2 separate regions of the Ovis aries genome follow, and region 2 is linked to region 1. A link is a contact called in public Hi-C data. All regions are on one chromosome and are shown on one strand. The core of a region is the stretch at or near the end of the contact, and the rest is flanking DNA. Distances in the headings are between cores, read along the strand shown. Region 1 has its middle 140 kb from the start of ZC3H12C. Region 2 has its middle 84 kb from the start of ZC3H12C.

Region 1 (2,700 bases), core at 3-2,502:
GAAATAACCTCTGATGAGAACCTCTTGAAGATAAAGGGAAGTCAGTTAGCCAGAGTCCAGTTATTTTTGACAAAATTGGAGAGAATGAAACTCTCTCTGTATTTCTCTCTGTCTCTTTTTGGTCTCTGTCTCTGCTTCTCTTTGTCTCTTTCTCATTTTGGGATTAAAGCTGAATCTGTACAGTTGGATTCTCTAAAGTTAGATGTGCTTATGGTACAATGCAATTGTTCTCTGAATTTGGCTTTTGAAAGAACAGAATTTTTAAATCTACTTACCGCTGTTATTTTCAGAAAGGAGGGAATAGGGTAGCTGATCATCAGACCATATCAGATGATACAGCGTAATTTTATTTTTAGCTTTGAAATGCAACCAGGGAACTTTAAAACAAAATCCAATGCGCTACAACCAGTCACGACCAGCTGGCACTGCAAAACACTGAAAGTCACCAACAAAGGGAATTATCAGTGAAAGCCAGGAGCTAGGGGAAGTCCTCACTGGCAGCTGATTGGGTTTGCCCCAACCATAGAGGAGTTGTGTGTTGCTTATAAATCAAAGATAGCAACATCCGGTGAACCCAGAGATTCCCATCATCAATTTTTGTGGATAAAAGTGGTTCTTGATTTTGAACACTCACATTTCAGGGTGCTTCAGAGATGTGGAATGTTGTTCTGGCTCTGTTACTAACTAGCTCTGTGACCCTGACGTAATTAACTCTCTGCTTGTCCCTCTGTTTCCTCTCAATACAACGCGGATTGGACTAAGATAGCTTTAAAGTCCACTGCAGGACCTCACATTCAGGCAGGGCAGTAATATCCTCTCTGTATATGTAAGTGTGTAGTACTTTTTAACCTCTTTTTAGCCAAACTGAATTCTCATGGTCCTTATTCTAATGATGGGAGAGAGAGAAAAACATACAAATGAAACAATAACAAACCACTGTGTTTTGCCACTTCAAGGCACCTTATTTTCTTCTAGTTTAGAATTTAGTCTTTTGGTGTAGTTACCCAGTATTTAAATTTAGTTGATTAAAAATTCAAGATCTCTGTTAGGGTTGCCTTTTCCTCTCTAGCTTTCTACCTTGTTTGCCTGTCCTTTCCTTGCTCTTTCCTCCTCCTGATTCCCTCCGCTTCCTCCTTTTCTTTCTCCTCCCCCTTCCTCCCTTTCTTTCTCCTCCCCTTCCTCCCTCTCCCCCTGCTCATCCTTCTCTGCGTGTACTGCTTCTCTTCCTCATGATGGCTCCTGGGTGCAGGGGCTGCCTGTATGGTAGTGCGGCGTAGAGGTGGGGTTTCTGGCCCGGAGTTGTCTCCACCTGAGTATCTCACGCTGCCAGTCCCTGCTCGTCCTTTTGACAAGTACCGGCATCACCGCTTGGTTGCAACCCTTGGTTGCAGTCATGCCATCTGATCTTCAAGCCTGTGGACTTTGCGGCCTGCTTACTCTGTTCCCCACCCTTGCTGGAGCGTGCTGGAGCTGTTGGAAGGGAGCCAAGTCCGAGGGTCAGGAATTCTAAAGCTCTCTACCCAAATATGCTATGTTCCGTTTCTGTTTTGAATCTAAACTGTGATGGTTTAGGGGACACAGAAGGACTCCCCCTCTCACACTGTCTCTGTTTTTGGTGTAAAGCAGACTCTTCTTTCCTTAGATTCTTAAACCCACTTAAGGATTTCCGTTTTTCACCAAGCCAGTCTCAATCCTGGAAGGAAGTATACTCACCTGTGTCTTACTATCTCTCTTTTCTGCCTCCAGGCTGGGAAAAATGCTTTTTTTTGTTTGTTATAATGTCATATTCTGATCATATAAGTATTTCTATGTTTCATACTAAGCATTCTATATTCAAGTTCTTTACGATTTGCTGCTTTAAAGTCTGCAAAAGTATTCCCCCTTCCCCCCGGCTTAACAAAGTTTGGCTCTCGAAAATTAGAAATAAATATCTGGCATTCTTATCTTCAAAATGTGCATGAGAAGCTTATTTAAGAAGTTACAGGCTGAAATCTGGCTTCCTTGATTCTTCTCGGCAAGAGATTCCAAGATTTCTATGGACGGAGGACAAAATGGATAGCAAGAATTAATAAGCATAAAAATGACACAAGCTAATATTTCAATATATTATTTAAAAATAACACTGGGTTCTACTTCCGGAATATGGAGTAGACATGCTTTTCCCTATTTCTAAGAACAATACCTATTTGCTAAGAACAACACCCCCTGCACATTATATATATCAAGCAAACATGAAAATGCTCTGAAAAGTAGAGAGAAGGCAGATTGCCTAGGGATCTTGGGACTCGGGCAAAGCACTGCAATCATTTGACTGGATTTTTTTTTTTTCCCTCATATATCCCATACATGCAGCCAAATAATGGGCAATCTGAAAATAGCAACAAACACAGACAAATTTAAATAAAAGGAAGGCTAAAACAAAAAGCTTGCTTTTTTTAACCAAAGGAAATACAGATCAGATGGACAAATAAAACTATCTCTTTGCAAATGACCTGGTTATCCATGTAGAAAATCCCAAGGAAACTAGCAGGTTCTTTATTACTGGGCCATCTGGGAAATCCGCCCCCCGCCCAAATTACATTAGAACTAATTAGTGAATTCAGTATTGTTGCATGATACACACTAAACATAGGAAATCAATTATAAATTGTATATATAGTATATATATTATTTTTTATAAATGAAAAAGTACACATCAAA
Region 2 (2,700 bases), core at 161-2,660, 220 kb before region 1:
GGGCTACAGTCCATGGGGTCGCAAAGAGTCGGACACGACTGAGAAACTGACACACACATTAGGGAGCCCAGTTGCCTTAGGCACAAGCCCAGATGAAGGTGATCTTGTGAGTTTCACCTGCTTACTGTTTTGCTGTAATTCTCAGTTTCACTCAGTGGTTTTACTTTCAACTTTATGAGCATCAGTATCATCTGGAGGGTTTGTGAAACCACAGATGTCCCCCCTACCCGCCCCCCACCTAGGGTGTCTGATTCTTGGGTCAAGGGTGGGGCCCACGACTGGGGACCACACATACAGGCTCAGGGGCACTGAACAGAGAGGAGTTCTGTTTACTGGTTTTGTCAAACTCCAGAACTAAATGTTCTGGAGGCTGTCTGAGTCAGCTGGGTGCCCTTCACTCAGCTGGGGCCAGAAAACATTCTTGGTCTGTATGAGGAATTCTCCCAGATGAGTGTCCTCTTCTAGTCCACAGTCTTGGGCAGCAACAAATGGTTGTGGATTATGCTCATTTCTGTTCCGAGTAAAACATGAGAGGAATCAATTCTAGCCATACAGCAGCCTGAAGTACTGATTTAAAAACAGAATCCAAGACATGTATGGTTCTCCTTTGATAAAAGAAGAAAAAAAAGTTGCTGCTGTGCCCGCCACCCCAGAACCACACCGTCTCCCACAGGCTGTCTGTTCCCCTGGCCAGAGAGAGGCTGGACCCTCCACCCAGCTCTCCTTGCTGTTGGGTCTCCGCTTTGCCCCAGGCCCTTGGCAGAGTATTACTGTGAACAACAAGGTTTTGCTTTACAATCTGAAAGAGCCGATGCCTCTCAAAACCATTTCTTTTCCCCTGGGATGATACAGTTAGCCCCCCCAAATGTTGGATCGATCAGAGGGGAGGGCTGTGTGGGCAGAGCTTGCCCGTGGTGACAGGGGGAGGTGGTGCACTTTGACCCCACGCAGAGACGGGGAGATTGTGCTTATGCCTCCCATTCAGCAAAGAAGGCTCAGGAAGGCAGTCTGGTGACACTGCTACCTGTTTCAAAGGACACAGAGACCTGCAAGATGGGCTGCAAGTTAGGAACCACACCCCTGGTGGGTCTCCTCCCCACCCCCGGAGCCCCCGGGGAATGAGGCCACTAGAGGTCGATCCTGAAATGACTGTGTATCTTAACCACCAAACAAGAGCCTGTGGCTGGATTCAAAGGTTCCGTGAACCTCTGCTTTAGCCACTTGGCATTTCCCACTCGCAATCTGGGAAGCGGATTCAAAGGCTGCAAATTGTTAGAAAGATGGGGGGGGGGGCGGATCTCTGGAAGCCTGTCGCTGTCTTCTTCCCCGCAGTCTCAGCCGCGGGCGACTCTGGCTGGGGTGGTGGAGAGGCGGAGCTGAGAGAGCGCCTCTGCAGCGAGACTCAGAAGCGGGAAGAAAGGCTGGGGTTGGGGTGGGGGGGGGGGGGCGGCGCGGTGTGAAGCTCTGCGCCCTGACAGGGAGGAACCTGGGCTTGGCGGCCCGGTCCCCGAGCTGCCCCTGGGCCAGCGGGCGCCTCAGGGCCCCCTCAGGCCCCTCCTGCAGCTCCCCACCTCGCGAGCTCCGCTCAGCCCATGCCGCTGAGCGTGGACTGGGACCCTCACTTCCCTCCGATCGCCTCCCATGTGCCGCCTTTTCAACTGCGAAAGGTGCTTTGTCCTGAATTTGTTAATCTGGTAACAGACATGGCAAACCGATAAATCTCCTCTGGAGTTTACTCAATAGCATTTCATGTGGTCATAAATTGTATTTGCCATCTCCCTTAATCTTTTCAAAGGCATGTCTGAAAGAATTATTCAAATGAATGAGAATTACATCTTTAGAGTAGAGGGGGAGAGGAGAGCTTTGAAGGCCGAGGTGGCGGCGACAAGGCCAGTTTCCTGGACCCCACTGTCCGGTGCTCGCGGCCCGAGGGCGGAGGCCGCCCGGCGCTCCCAGCCCGGCCGCCCAGACCCGAGGCCGCGGGATGGGAGGGCCGGAAGCCCATCGCAACGTTTTATTTACCTTCTTTCAGCACCGTATTTGGTCCCTCATCTGGCTCTCCTGGGAATTTGTTCGACAACGAATTTAACTTTTCTATTTCTAATCTCATGCTGAATTTGTGCAAATGGAAAATGCAAATGGCAGAAAGCATGGAAAATGCAAATGGCAGCTGCCTCACGCAGAAGCTGCTGTGTGCTCTGAAGGCCTTGCAGGAATCTGAAAGCTAAATGGGGCTTTGAAAAAGACGCCTGAGGGGGACTCTGCGTGTGACCGGAAACATTAGAAATGAGTGAACTGCCTTTTCCTCTCGAGGCCTACAAAGACCGCCACGGAGTGGAGATGGGAGTCCAGACTGTAAAACCACCTCCAGCCACCACAGAACCATTTTGCTCTTCGGAAGGGCTGCGGCCTGGGCCCTGGGCCTAGCAGCTGGGCCAGGGCCCGTCCTCACAGGCCTCCGACCAGCAACTCTCTGGGGAAACTTTCCACCCACACAAGAGACGGGCTCCTCAGGACTCCACAGGAACCAGCCTGGACGGTGCGCCTCTAGTGAAGTTCTGGTGAAGTTTTCCAGGTCTTGCCCTGCCCCCGTAGAAGTTAGCGTGTCTAAGAATGTACAGTGGCTACACAATGCCACAGGTGTAGCATTCCTCAGAACTAGACTTTAATAAAATAACACACCTAGGATGAGCATGGGTT

The links. A called contact is a pair of places that touch in the nucleus more often than the background predicts.
Region 2: a Hi-C map of tail adipose tissue shows a contact between it and region 1, with 7 times the contacts expected there. The contact joins two enhancer-like sites. A contact is called at or near these places in 8 of 16 Hi-C or Micro-C datasets (hypothalamus, liver, mixed tissues and 4 more).

The regions. Positions count from the first base shown.
Region 1 is chr15:19,706,498-19,709,197 of ARS-UI_Ramb_v3.0, reverse strand. No RefSeq gene overlaps it. Among named protein-coding and RNA genes, the nearest start is that of ZC3H12C, 140 kb to the left of the region's middle. Within about 2 kb of position 1,252, at least 7 of the 54 cell types and tissues checked have an H3K27ac peak or open chromatin away from gene starts, as enhancers often do.
Region 2 is chr15:19,925,966-19,928,665 of ARS-UI_Ramb_v3.0, reverse strand. No RefSeq gene overlaps it. Among named protein-coding and RNA genes, the nearest start is that of ZC3H12C, 84 kb to the right of the region's middle. Within about 2 kb of position 1,410, at least 14 of the 54 cell types and tissues checked have an H3K27ac peak or open chromatin away from gene starts, as enhancers often do.